Regions from separate parts of the Mus musculus genome. Here regions 1, 2, 3 and 4 are each linked to region 5. A link is a contact called in public promoter capture Hi-C data. All regions are on one chromosome and are shown on one strand. Each heading gives the region's core, a stretch centred on a gene start, on an enhancer-like site or on the middle of the called end of the contact. The rest is flanking DNA. Distances are from core to core; before and after follow the strand shown.

Region 1 (2,700 bases), core at 43-2,542, 190 kb before region 5:
GAGGGGAACTTGGGCCACACAGTGAGACCTTGTCAACCCTAAAAACAAAGAAAATGACTGTTATCTGTCATGCAAATTTAAATAAGATCTAATGAGAAATGAAATGTCAGCGTTTAGATGGACAGATACATGCACGTGCTCTGTGGTGACTGTTTCCTGCCCGAGAACAGTCTTCCTAAGTCATTTTTACCACGGTTACTTTTTATTTAGCACTTTGATGGTGTGTAACAACTCAGAGATGGAGAACAGTTTTCCATGCTAGTCTTTGAACTTTCATATTCAAATACATTTCCCTCCACTGCCTTTATTGGTCTTAAATTTTTTCCTAGGTAGTATTTAATCTTTAAAAAATATTAGAAGGTTGTTTTTAAAAGTCTCTTCCTTGCTAAAGGACCACTGTGTCTGCTAGATTATAAGCGTTGTTGGATAATTTCAAGCTTCCAGAGATTTTGATATTCCAAAGTTCAACAGTGCAGCTTTCAAAGTAAGAATGCCTGAGAAAATTCCACTTCCACACCTAAAATTAGATATGACAGCAGAGACCACAGGCAGGCATTTTACCAGACGCGGTAATTGCATGTTTTCTTTTTGAGAAAACTTGAAGACAGAAAAAAAACCCACAAACAAAAAACCAAGCAGTTAGCTCTTTATTAAACAAACTCTATGGCTGTCTTTTTTTTTTTTTTCCTTTTTTCTTTTTTTGACAGTCCTTCTGTCTACTTATTTGGTTTGAGAATCAGTTGTAGCCAGTTATCTACGATGGACCTCCCATGGTGCAGATTTTGATGGTTTTAATAAATAGATGAGATTTGTTGTTTTATACTTTGGATCTTATTTTTCCTTAATCAAATCTATGAGGTATCATAAATAATCTCCTCGCCCAGCTTTGTGTGTAGATAGCTGTGTTTGCAACATAGACCTTTGTCAAGTTCAAGACAGACGTGTTTTTAGAGGTTTTTGTTTTTGTTTTTGTTTTTAGAGATATTTGGAGTGTCTTGCAAGTGCTCTGTTTACCTCTCCAGGTTTATTTCCCCGGTGACTTTAAAAACACACTCAACTGTTAGTGTGAAAAAATTCACATTTACAGTTGGCCCCAATAGTAACTGGCAGTATGTCATGTGGAAAGAACTTGGTGCTCTTCCTTCACATTTGGCAAATTGACTGGAGGTAGGGTGGTGGTTGGAAACACACGGGACTCGAGTAGGCACAGCCTTCTTTGGGTACAGGGTGACTTTCTTGTGACACCTGGGTCACCCTCCACTCCATTGTCCTGTGGGACTCTTGGCTATGCTCCCAGCAGAGAGGATTGCTCTGGCCCCGCTTGGCAGAGCATCTGGGATCTTGATTACCACCTTTGTAAACCAGAAGCTTGTGGAATTTAGAACTTGCTCTGACTTCCATCAGGTCGGAGGCTAATACGTGTGACCGTCACCTGCAGTCTGAGTGTTTGCGAGTTTTAGAAATAAGAAGGTTCTGTATTAAGTTTGGCAAATGAAGCATTAGGGAGTTAGTTTCAGAAAGGTGGTCTCCTCGCTAACATGGAAAAGCCCTGCACCGTTGGACTTGTCTGATTGCTGCCTGCAACACTGCAGTGGAATGCACTTTAAACTGTATTAATGTTGAAATTGGACACCACCTCGATTGCCTATAAAGCCTTGCATCAATTTTCTAGGAAGAGTGTAGCCTGTGCCTGCAGTTTACGGGCAGAATCTGGCCCGCAGACCCATTTATTAGCCCTGGTCAGATTTAAAAACCTGTAATTTCACTCAAGGACTAGATTCTGAGTATCCTTTGGAAATCTGGAGATTGTGTCAGTATTGAGCATTTCGTTGACTGGACCTAAGAAAGCAACAGACATCAGCCTGGCCCCCACCCCAACCCTGCGCGCTCACCTCCCCAGCTACCTTCCCCCGACCCCTTAAAACTGCTTTAGCTTGGGCAAGCCATACCAACTGATGCCTTATGCCCAGCCTTCTTGTCCTGCTTCCATTACCAGTCTCTGAACACTTGAGAGCCTGGATCATTTCCACAGCGCTCTCTATCCATGCTCACCCTCGCCTTACGTGAAGGAACACCTTGCTGGGCTCTGAACCTTCGCCCATTCTAATCCTTTTGAGGTTCCTTTCCCTGCTTGTCCATTTGATCACTGTCTTTGGGGTGCCATCCCCGGCACATCTTGTCGCTGCCCTGTTAGATGGTGCCCAGCAACGTGCCCTTCATTGCTTTGACTCTTAGCATGCTGTACTCAGGTTGAGTTCCATGTCCTTTCCCTGTGGATGGAGGACCTTTGAGGACAAGGCCTGCCTTCCTACACTTGGATTTATGCAAATCCTCACAGTTCTTGCTACAAAAGAGGGTTGAGAGATATTATTTTTGATTGACATATTTTAATGTTGCTAAAGGCAATATTTTCTGCTTTAGCTACCTGTGAGAATCGCCTGGGACCCTGCTGGGGCCAGTTGTGCCCTTTGATGGTAGGACTTGGGAGTTGGAGGTTTAAAGATCTCTAGGAATGCTACTGTGTACCCAGGGCTGCAAGTCATTAACAGTATTTAAGTAATTCCAAGAAAGGTGATTGTCCGTAACTTATTCTATTTGTCCCATTTTGTTGAGACAGGATCTTATGTAGCCAGGCTAGCCTCAAATTATGTAGTATATCCAGAATAACTTTGAGCTCCTGATCCTCCTTCAGCTACCTCC
Region 2 (2,700 bases), core at 14-2,513, 250 kb before region 5:
TCCCACTTGGGAGAGAATATAAAGCAATCACAGTGGGAAGGGAGGGAGGGACATGGGAGGGAAAGCAGATGGGAGGGGAGTAGGGGGTAGAAAAGAACCTGATCTGGTATTGGGAAAGAACTGAAGCCCTGAGGGCCAGCAGAAAGGATGGAAACAGGAAACCTCCAGAAATAGGTTGGGGGAACCCTCCAGAATGCACCAGAGACCTGGGAGGTGAGAGACTCTCAGGACTCAAAGGAAGGGACCTTAGAGGAAATGCCAGACAGTAGGGAGAGGGAAATTACAGAGCCCACCTCCAGCAGGAAGGCAGGGCATCAAGTGAGAGATGGGGTTGCCATCCTACGGTCACATCTCTGACCCATAATTGTTCCTGTCTGAAAGAATTACAGGGATGGAAATAGAGAGGAGCCTGAGGAAAAGAAGGTCCAGGGACAGACCCAAAGTGGGATCCAGCTCAAGGGGAGGTCCCAAGGCCTGACACTATTACTGAGGCTATGGAGCACTCACAAAAAGGGATCTATCATGACTGTCCTCCAAAAGACCCAACAAGCAGCTGAAAGAGTCAGATGCAGATATTTGCATCCAACCAATGGACAGAAGCAACTGACCCCTATTGTTGAATTAGGGAAGGCTGAAAGAAGCTGAGGAGGGCGGCGATCCTGTAGGAGGACCAGCAGTCTCTATTAACCTGGACCCCCAGAGATCTCTCAGATACTAGAACACGAACCAGGCAGCATACACCAGCTGATATGAGGCCCCCAACACACATACAGTAGAGTACTTCCTAGTCTGTGTTCATTCAGAGATGATGTACCTAACCCACAAGAGACTGGAGGCACCAGGGAGTTTAGAGGTCAGGTGGGATGGGGTTGGGGACATCATCATGGAGACAGGGGGTGGGGAGGAGGTATGGGATATGGAACAGTTAGAGGGTGGATCAGGAGCAGGGGAGGGGAATAAAATATGGAGTGTAAAAAATAAATTAAAAAAAATTACACTGGAAAAAATAAAAATAAGCAAATCCTTCAATTAAGTAAAAATGCAACAGAAAAACAAGTCTCTTCCAGTCCTCACTGGAAAGGGTGGAAGTAAAGAAGAAACCAATTGCTCTATTTAGAAAAGACGTTGTGTGCATGCTGCAGAGAGCAATTACTGGTTAGCTGCATCACGGCTGAGAGGCTAATGTGGCGGAGCTTATTTGAGGCTGGTTGTAAAGAGTCGCTGGCACGTCATCGCTGGCACATCGTCATCGAAAAGCAGCCGCCTGGCTGGGGACTTTTCCGAAGATCACACACAACGGTTTCAGACTTTCTATTTCTGGGGCAGTGCCAAGCAATCGGCGAATCAGTGGTTTTTAACTTGGTGTCTTATTCTGGGTCTCATAACGTCAGCTGCTCAATGTGGAGGATTTTTATTAAGAGGAAACACCTGCATGAGAGAAACCTGGAAGGCAGACAGACAGACAGACTGGCAGAACTGTCAAACTGCCACCCAGCCTAACTCAGAATGGGGAAGGTGGGAAGGAAGAAGAGTCACAACCCCCCTCCACCCCGATCACCCAGCATCTAAGGACCCCTGTCAGAAAGTCCCCCAGCCAGAGTCATGTGCTGGCAGCCTATGTCTCTGGGACTGGGCCTGTCTTGGTACTTAGTATCCCCGAAGAACTTGGCTAATGGCCGTGAGTAGCTGGCCTGACCTCAGCGCAAACTTGGAGATGGATTGCAGTGTGGGCCCTCTGCCAACTGTGCCATTGAACAGTGTCAGAGTCACTGAAGGAGCCGTCTCTCTGCATCTGCCGGGGCCAGCTCCTCCTCCCCAGCACGGATGCCATCAGATGTCTTCAATGCCTGCTGCTTAGAGAAGCTTGCTCAGGCAGCCAGAGTCTGGGGGATGTGTCATGCCTCTCATGTGTGCTGACCACAGCAAAGGGGCTTCAGGCCAGAGAAGGCAGAAACATATCTTCCGCTTTAATGTTTATCAATGAGTTCCACAAGTGGCTTACTGATGTACTAGGCAGCCGTGTCTGTTATTTTGATTTCTTCTAAAAATGAAAGGGGGATAAATTGCTCAGTAAAGAGCTCCCTGGTTCTCCATGGACACAGCTCAGTCAGAAAGAAAGACAGGTCTAAAGGCCTGCTGGTGAGGGATAGCTCAGCAAAGGTCTCATGGGCTACCATCCAAAGTCCCCCCCCCCCCACACACACTTTTGACCCCTCGGTACTCATTATGTCTGTTTTCCTGCTGGGTACCTGACCTTACAACAGCATATGAGCACATGGTGTCCATCTGAACATGAGTGGTCTGGTACTGAAAGTGATATTACAAACGCCACTGGCTGGCTCCCATGTGCCATCATTTTAAGTAGAAGATAAATCTGTGATGGCTATTGGCAAATGCCTAAACATTCTCTAAATCTGTTGTTGAAGAGTGAAGTTTAAATACCGGAAACAATAGGTACCTGTCAGAATGTAAGTTGCTTAAACCACCATTTTCTGATCATCAGAACAGTCAATGTGATTGTTATCATTTGTGTTAAGTAAGGTGAACAGTTTGCAGGTCCTTCAAACTAGACACAAATTTTAGTATTTAAAATACTCTACCAAACAGGGCACATGGATGTGTGCCATTTGTGCTAGTACTTGGGAAGTGGAGACAAGTGGATCTCTTGAGTCTGAGGACAGTGTGGTCTTCATCATGAGT
Region 3 (2,700 bases), core at 185-2,684, 230 kb before region 5:
TTTTATTATCTGATTTTGGAACCTCTTGAATGTTGAATGAAATGACCCATTTTCATATTTTCTCGATCAGGTGGACAATATCGAAAACTATGGCCATAATCATAATTAAAGACATATCCTAGTTTTCAAAAATATACTCTTAACAGTTGCTTATATTCCTTTCCCATCATTCCTACTTATGTTTATATTGTTGGGGTCATATTATTTAAATACTTAAGCATGTTTCTTCTGTTGTTGTTGTTAGGGAAGTCCAGGTTTTTGTAGAAACTTTAGCAGTTACGGAGAATAGACAAAAATCTGGACAAAATGTAAATTGTTTAAAGTTACTTTAGTTGCCAACTGTGAACATTTTGTTATATTTTATTGCAGTAATTATATTTTATATCTTAAGACGGAACTGGGATCAAAAGAAGGCAGAAGTGTTTGGGGGAACACTGGCTGGGAGACTATCAGGATGCCTGACCGTCAGTCCGGTGGGTCAGCACCGTCCTTCGTGGACAGAGGTAGAGAGAAAGAGAAGTTCCTTTTAAAGATTACTTGCTTCATATTCTAGGCGACCAGTCCTTGCCCCAACTTCAAGTTATCCTGCTGAGGTCCACCTTTGCCTACTCAAACTCCTGCCCTCATCTTCGGCAAGGACTGAAGGTGGTTGTCACTTTCAAGGCTCCAGAGGATTTCTAACTTGAACCATAGGCAGAGTAGCTCGCTGAGGGACACTCCAAGCATGTTCCTTATGGATGAGTGGCCACCAGCACAGTCCCAGTCTTCAGAGGCCGGCCCTTCCTGGTCCTCCGGCGTTTGCCATTACACGTCAAGCCTCCGGTTCTGAGATCCCCGGTTCTGCCTTCAGAGAGACATAGCTCTTGCGGTCCGAGTCCAAGTCCTGCCTCTTGGGAGATCCCGGCGGGTCTCTGTGGCAGCTGCCTCGGGTGGCCAAAGTAATCACTCACTTTCGATTTTTGAGACAGGAGAAATGTGTCCCATCTCGCTAGCCCTACGAAAAGTCTGGCGTGGACCGTACCATTGTGTAGCGTGCCGGAGGGGGGGAGGGCTCAGGTACAGCTCCCGGCTCCCCAGCGAGCAGCCGTGCCGCCCAAGAAACCGACGTTCAGTGACCTCACGTCACTATCACATTGTCCCTGGGAGCCGGCCTCCAAGGCAGAATCGACAATCGGCTAGAGCTGGGCGGCTGGATTTGCCGCTCACCCCCCGCGGCTCTCCCCCGACCCGCCTGCTGCCCACGTGCGTCCGCCCCGGCGAGCTCCTTCGGGCCCCCAGCCGGGTGACAGTGTTACGCATCTGGAAGCGCCACTCCCGGGGCGGGGCGGGGCGGGGCGAGCGTGTGCGGGGAGGGGAGGGGCGAGCGCGAGCGGAGCCGGGAGCAGCCGAGCGGAGTCGAGCCGAGCCGAGCCGAGCCGAGCTGAGAGGTGCTGGGGAGAGGCAGGCAGAGCCTGCCGGCGGCTCCGCACCCATCGTGCTGCGTTTCCCAGCTCGGTGTCCCCCTGCCTTTGCCCAGGCACCGGCAAAACTTTTATTGTTTCGGGGACCCCCCCTGGATGTGTGACGAAATCGCAACGCTCCGCTGTCTCGTCCCCCAAGCTCGCCTGCAGCGGCGATCGAGGGAACGTGCAACCCTCGCCGCCGGGCTCTTGCGCCCTGCGCTTCCTCACCTGCCGATCGCTCCCGGGAACCGCGAGGGGGGACCCCTAAAGGGACCGCGCGGGCATCGGCACCCCGAAATCCTCTTCACCGTTGCGGACCGGCTCGGCGCAACTTTAACTTGATTCCTGTCGCCCACCCGGGGCACCCGCGGCGGCCGCCGCCGCCGCCGTCGCTGCGGTCTCACAAAGAGCGCGGGGAGGGAAGGCGGCGCAGGCGGCAGGCACGGGCCTTCGGGCTGCCCAGACAAAAGGGAAACTGCCATCGTTCTGGACGACTGTTCCGAGCGGCCGTGGGTTCGTTCACCCTGTCGGCCCGGGCTGCCTCTCCGCCTTGGTCCCCGCGGGCAGTGCCCGCAGTACTCGGACCCCGCGAGTTGCGGGGCACGCGTCGCTGCTGCTGGTCCGGGCTCTAGGGATAATAAATGATAGAGGATACAATGACTTTGCTGTCTCTGCTGGGTCGCATCATGCGCTACTTCTTACTGAGACCCGAGACGCTTTTCCTGCTGTGCATCAGCTTGGCTCTCTGGAGTTACTTCTTCCACACGGACGAAGTGAAGACCATCGTTAAGTCTAGCCGGGACGCGGTGAAGATGGTGAAGGGCAAGGTGGCCGAGATTATGCAGAACGATCGTCTTGGAGGACTTGATGTGCTGGAGGCCGAGTTTTCCAAGACCTGGGAATTCAAGAGCCATAATGTGGCGGTGTACTCCATCCAGGGCCGGAGAGACCACATGGAAGATCGCTTCGAAGTTCTCACCGATCTAGCCAACAAGACGCACCCGTCCATCTTCGGAATCTTTGATGGGCACGGCGGCGAGGTAGGAGTTCTCTGGGTCTATGTGTGTGTAAATAACCGGGCGTCTCGTGCTTGGCGGGGTCGGATCGGGGTGAGAGGGGCGTGGTAATGACCTGGTGATGACAAGGTGAGTCAAGTTCCCAAGACCCTGCCAAGGAGATCTTGGGTATGAGAGCGTTCACTTTAGCTGAGAGACACGAGAGACACTGGATATTCCGTGCCATTTTAATATAAAGTTCC
Region 4 (2,700 bases), core at 29-2,528, 160 kb before region 5:
AGGAGCAGTCAAAGATCCGGACACAGGTGCATAAGTAAACACGGCAAAGCGAGCTCCTGATTTCTAGCTGATTCTGGATCTCTCCGCCCCCAGCACAGTTGTCCTTTTTTTAAAAAATTTATTTATTATTATATGTAAGTAGCTGTCTTCAGACACACCAGAAGAGGGCGTCGGATCTCATTATGGATGGTTGTGAGCCACCATGTGGTTGCTGGGAATTGAACTCAAGACCTTCGGAAGAGCAGTCAGTGCTCTTAACCACTGAGCCATCTCACCAGCCCCACGGTTGTCATTTTTAATGTAGGCAAGGATAATCGTGATGAGGAAGAAGCAGTAACACACCAGAGCATAGAGGTCACACTGGGAGCACGAGGCATGCCATTCACAGATTCAAGGAGAGGCAGTGGAAGGCCCTGGGTTCTGTTTCAGCCCCTGGTTTGAGCTTCTTTGATCTGAACTGCCTTCCCCTTCCTGTTTTTACTTATCAAAACACCACTGTAGTCATCCTGGAGTCCCTAAGGTTTTACCTTTCTGTCTTGCACCCCTAAATGATCAATGATTGTGTGATACCCGAAATGAATGGAGTGTGTGTGAGTGTGTGTGTGTGTGTGAGTGTGTGTGTGTGTGTGTGTGTGTGTGTGTGTGTGTGTGTAAGTGGCATACACCGCCTCCACTTTTCTGTGTGGAAATTCCTAAATTCCTGTGGATGTCATAGATGCTCTCCAGACAACGGAGCCATCCCACAGGAGAAGAGGCTTCCCCTCGTGTCAGAGGAACCAACATAGAGAGTTCACCTCTTCTCATCCCCTTCTTTTCTTAAACAACTGCTGTCCCAGCCCTGCCCCCTTCCAGGGCTTTCTCTTTTATTCTTGACTCTCCGGTCCTTTCTCCTCCCGCAGGTGGGCAGGGACAGACTGGAGTAGGATTTCAGTTGTAGCCTGTCAGTTTGCCTTGTCACCTGGCAGAGATGCGGTTGAGCATTGGGAAGGGTTTGGGAGGCAGAGTTATTAATGGAGAAGCTGCTTTAGTTGATCAAGGGATGGGGAATAAAGGAAGAACATACAGACATTTCCCAGTTCATTGCAGAGAGCTTTGGTCCCATTGGCATGCCCTTCCTGGCCTTTCCCAGTCCATCAGCTTCCGTCACACACACACACACACACACACACACACACACACACACACACACACACACTGCAACTTAGCCTACATAGGTAGAATCTGGCAGCCGCCTCTAATCCTGGAAAACACATCGGGTTGGCCTGTCATAAAAACAGTCCTTCTGGCCATTGAGCAAACAAGAAATCCTCAATTCGGGGCACAGTGAATCTTGGCCTTGTGAGCACACTTGCTTTAGGTATGTATTTTGGCTTTTATTCTGACTTAAAAACAAAAAACAAACAAACAAAAACACCTAAGTATTTTCTGGCATTGCCATCAATGTTCTTAGTGGCTTTAATTAACATCATTTTATCTGCTGTTTCTGAAAGCCACATGGATCTTACATTTATGTTTGTCAGCTCATTTAATCCCTTAGTATTATTACCAAGAAAGATATTACCTAAGCTAATTTAGAAAAAAAAAAAAATCCTGGCAGAAGCTTAAACTTTGAGGGAGCATAACCCTGTGAAGGGAGCCATTTGTAGGCGTTTGTAAAGGCCATGGTTTTGTGTTCTTCTCTTCCCACCCTGAATAGTTTGGGATGTTTAAACCTTTTATTTTTATTTTTATTTTTTTAAAGACAGGTCCTAATTTATCTTAGGCTGACCCCAACCATCTGTGTGGTTTAAAATGACCTTGAACTTCCAGGCCCCTCTACGTCCTAAGTGCTGGGATTATAGGCCTATGCCACAAAACCCTTCTTATGTGGTTCAAGGGGCAAATTCTCTCCAAACTAAGCGACATCCACAGACCAATTTGCAGGTTTTGAAATGGATTAGAGAAGCTTGGGTTCACATAGAAGACGAATGAGTCAAAGTCACAGTTGTACTTTGTTGCTCTAAAAATGAGATTCTAAGGAATTTCTACTGACGGTGAATGTTATGGATTTCCACATGAAATGGTAGGACAAATTCTGCTTTATGCTACAATTGCATGTGCTGTGGTGGGGGTACATTAGACATTAAAATGGAGTTCTAAGCCTTCCACTTCTCTCTCCCTCCCTCCCTGTCTTCCTTCTCTCTGTCCTTCCCCCCGCCTGACATAACTAAATATTTCATTTTTCTCATGAAATTCTAAGACTATTTTAAATAGTTTAAAAATAGCCATTGAATTCCCCACTTGTAAGCATGGGTACAACTGTAGCAGCAGTAGACTTGATTATTTAAGAACCATATGAAGCAGGTTTCTAATTGCCCACTTTAGCATAGATTATAAATCAACACTTTCTGAATTTCTGTTTTGTACCGGGAGTGTTGTTAGGTACTGGGCACAGAACTCAGCTACATACTACCTACTTCAGCCTTGGACAGCACCTGCCCAAGTGGGTTTACTGGAGGATATATTGGAGTGCTCTTGCTTAAATGAGTTCCATATGTTGCTCTGGAGAACCCAAGTTTCTCATCAGTAGCGGCAGGATTAAAAAGTAATTTCTGATTCTGACGAGGGAAGCAGGTCTACTAACTGCAGATCTTTGGCTCCCCCTCCTCTCCCCTAAATCTAATCCCCTGGTCTCATCCCCAGCTCTTCAGCAGAATACTT
Region 5 (2,700 bases), core at 151-2,650:
ATGTTTTGAGCACTGGGTAAAAACAAAGCAGCAACAACAAAACCTAAGAGTGGTTCCTTGAATGATAGTGTCTAGAAGACCGTGTGCATCATGGTACTGAACTGGACAGGCCTGTTAGAAGAACTGCCAGGTTGCAAGTTTAATGTTAGGTGAGCATTTATTCAGTCTTCTAATCCATTCATTGAGCAATTATTGAGTTCCCATAGTCTAGGCAGCATTAGATTAAGGAGACAAGCAATATCCCCTATCCTTAGGAAGGATATATATTCTATAGCGCAAGACTGATATTCAATGCTTTAAATATGTAAGCAAGATATCTATATAATGCTGTGTTGGAAGGCATTAAAGAAATACAGAGGAGATAAAACATCAGAAAAGGGCTCTCTAAAAACCTCCTTCTGGAGCTCAGACAAGAGCAGATGTGTTAGGGCAAACAGCAAAAGGAACAGTGTGCACAAAGCCCGAATGACAAAAGGCTGGGCATCTGTGAGTAACAAAAGGAGCCGGAACAAGGGAGACAGTGATTAGAGAGTATTGGACCAGGGCCAGATCACACAGGATCTGCCGCTGTTGCTTCTCACATGGCGCCCTGATGGCACCTGATGGCTGAAATGACAGTGGCCCGCACTGGCGTCAGCACTGTGAGAGGGAGAGAACAGCATGTGCTGTAGAGGCCAGAGCACTCACTGATGTACTAGATGGCTCAACAGAGGAACAGAGAAAAGCCCAGTCAGTTGTCTAGGCTTCCGCTCCAGTACCCGAGTGGTCTGTAGTGCCATTTCTCAGATGCAAAGGTCAGAGGGCTTCACTCAGTCTAGACTTTGGAGTCCAGATTGTGCAAACTCACTTTTCCAGATGTTTGCTGATATTTTTGTTGTTGTTATTGTCTTTAACACAGGGCCTCCAGTAGCCCAGGTTACTTCCAAACTCACTGTTAGATTGTTGATTATCCTTGAATTCCACTCATCCCTCCTTACCTCCAAAGTGCAGAAATTACAGGTATACCCTTGTTCAGATTGTTTTTTTAATCTGTAACACGAGGTTATTTATTATGTTAAGTTTCCAAGATCTCATCCCTATTAATTAATAGAACCTCATGAAAATTAGATCATTAGTGTGAAAACATACCGAGGTTCGAAATTAAGGAATAATGTAGTTTGATGAATATCATTAAAATGGAATGAATCAATTTATCTCACAACTACTAACCAAAATATCAAGGTTATTTTTCTCCAGCATACCAAAGAAAGTGAGATTGCAAGTATTTTCTCCTGGGAGGTGTTTTTCTGGAGATTCTTGGCAACAGAGTAGTTTGTGCTGTTGAGTAATATTATACTATAAACAGTTTTGTAACATTGGGCTAAGACTGCAAAGCCCAAACAGTGCATTGTTTGTGCCCCAGTGTCCTGGCTTCTTTCTGGTCATTCCGCATTGGTTCAACATAGATTATTTCTCCAAACCCATACAGCCCCAGTGTAGGAAGTGGGCATGTTTGTTTTGTTGTTTTTCTGTAGAGAGGACCCCAAACATGTTCCTATATAGCAACATATATATCTATATCTATATCTATATCTATATCTATATCTATATCTATATCTATATCTATCTATCGATAGATACATACATACATACATAATGCATATATATATACATATACACATATACACACACACACACACACACACACACACACCTGTAACTCTGTTTCTGCCACCTGCCTACCACCATTTGGCCTAACCTAACAGTCTCTTGCTAATGTAGGCAGTATGATACTGAACCCTGTGTCTTGAGGTAGATGTGAAACCTGACTCAAAGGACTCCAACAGAAAAGAAATTTATTGTCACACAGAACAAAAACATGCTGGGGCAAACAGGCTCAGCCGTATCCATGATATTGGACAGTTGGGATGGAGCCCGATTATGTGAGATCTGCCACTGGCAGAAGTGACAGGGACCATGAGTGTACTGGCTGGTTTTGTGTGTCAACTTGACACAGGCTGGAGTTATCACAGAGAAAGGAGCTTCAGTTGGGAAAGTGCCTCCATGAGATCCAGCTGTAAGGCATTTTTCTCAACTAGTGATCAAGGGGAGAGGGCCCATTGTGGGTAGTGCCATCCCTGGGCTGGTAGTCTTAGGTTCTATAAGAAAGCAAGCTGAGCAAGCCAGGGAAAGCAAGCCAGTAAAGAACATCCCTCCATGGCCTCTGCATCAGCTCCCGCTTCCTGACCTGCTTGAGTTCCAGTCCTGACATCCTTTGGTGATCAAGAGCAATGTGGAAAGTGTAAGCTGAATGAACCCTTTCCTCCCCAACTTGCTTCTTGGTCGTGATGTTTGTGCAGGAATAGACACCCTGACTAAGACAATGAGCTTTCCACTCTTAGATGCTGAGATTGTCCCCTCCATCCCCAGCCAGCTGCCCCTGTTCAGTGAAACTCACCGGACAATACTGAGCCAAAGAAATGGTTCTTTTCTGCTCTGCATCTGTCCATGAGAGCAAAAGCCTTTCTCAGAAACTCACAGTAAACATCCCTGAGTTCCAGGAAGCAGTTTTCTGCCCGGAGATAGAGACATTATTCTAAACCACCCCCCTCTTCTTACTCCCTCCCTGATGGGCCTACACAATGTGCCATCCTCTGTCCCTATGGTTACTGTATTAATTCTGGTCCTCATTAGCTCAATCTGTCCTCATTGTGAATCTAT

The links. Promoter capture Hi-C pulls out the DNA fragments that hold promoters and counts their contacts. Capture Hi-C pulls out chosen DNA fragments and counts their contacts.
Region 1: a promoter capture Hi-C map of liver shows a contact between it and region 5. The contact joins two enhancer-like sites. A contact is called at or near these places in 1 of 484 Hi-C or Micro-C datasets (liver) and 1 of 9 other capture datasets (liver).
Region 2: a promoter capture Hi-C map of pancreatic islet shows a contact between it and region 5. The contact joins two enhancer-like sites. A contact is called at or near these places in 1 of 115 datasets of contacts at active chromatin or transcription factors (embryonic basal ganglia) and 3 of 9 other capture datasets (adipose tissue, liver and pancreatic islet).
Region 3: a contact with region 5 is called in a promoter capture Hi-C map of liver, with 2.7 times the contacts expected there. The contact joins the promoter of Ppm1l here to the enhancer-like site in region 5. A contact is called at or near these places in 1 of 39 promoter capture datasets (liver), 2 of 484 Hi-C or Micro-C datasets (the N1E-115 cell line and liver), 7 of 115 datasets of contacts at active chromatin or transcription factors (embryonic forebrain, embryonic hindbrain, embryonic stem cells and 3 more) and 2 of 9 other capture datasets (adipose tissue and pancreatic islet).
Region 4: a contact with region 5 is called in a promoter capture Hi-C map of pancreatic islet. The contact joins two enhancer-like sites. A contact is called at or near these places in 1 of 484 Hi-C or Micro-C datasets (uterus) and 2 of 9 other capture datasets (adipose tissue and pancreatic islet).

The regions. Positions count from the first base shown.
Region 1 is chr3:69,356,854-69,359,553 of GRCm38.p6, forward strand. All of the region lies in intron 1 of Ppm1l (protein phosphatase 1 (formerly 2C)-like), which reads left to right. Among named protein-coding and RNA genes, the nearest start is that of Ppm1l, 41 kb to the left of the region's middle. Within about 2 kb of position 1,293, at least 14 of the 459 cell types and tissues checked have an H3K27ac peak or open chromatin away from gene starts, as enhancers often do. A contact at or near this core is called in liver, where this site is marked.
Region 2 is chr3:69,288,783-69,291,482 of GRCm38.p6, forward strand. No RefSeq gene overlaps it. Among named protein-coding and RNA genes, the nearest start is that of Ppm1l, 27 kb to the right of the region's middle. Within about 2 kb of position 1,264, at least 109 of the 459 cell types and tissues checked have an H3K27ac peak or open chromatin away from gene starts, as enhancers often do. A contact at or near this core is called in pancreatic islet, where this site is marked.
Region 3 is chr3:69,315,484-69,318,183 of GRCm38.p6, forward strand. It overlaps Ppm1l (protein phosphatase 1 (formerly 2C)-like), which reads left to right and starts at 1,435. Exons shown (of 4, transcript NM_178726.3): 1 at 1,435-2,482. The coding sequence starts at 2,084.
Region 4 is chr3:69,380,228-69,382,927 of GRCm38.p6, forward strand. The region is part of intron 1 of Ppm1l (protein phosphatase 1 (formerly 2C)-like); the gene reads left to right. Among named protein-coding and RNA genes, the nearest start is that of Ppm1l, 65 kb to the left of the region's middle. Within about 2 kb of position 1,279, at least 2 of the 459 cell types and tissues checked have an H3K27ac peak or open chromatin away from gene starts, as enhancers often do. A contact at or near this core is called in pancreatic islet, where this site is marked.
Region 5 is chr3:69,542,586-69,545,285 of GRCm38.p6, forward strand. All of the region lies in intron 2 of Ppm1l (protein phosphatase 1 (formerly 2C)-like), which reads left to right. Among named protein-coding and RNA genes, the nearest start is that of B3galnt1, 55 kb to the right of the region's middle. Within about 2 kb of position 1,401, at least 25 of the 459 cell types and tissues checked have an H3K27ac peak or open chromatin away from gene starts, as enhancers often do. A contact at or near this core is called in the N1E-115 cell line, forebrain, liver and 1 more, where this site is marked.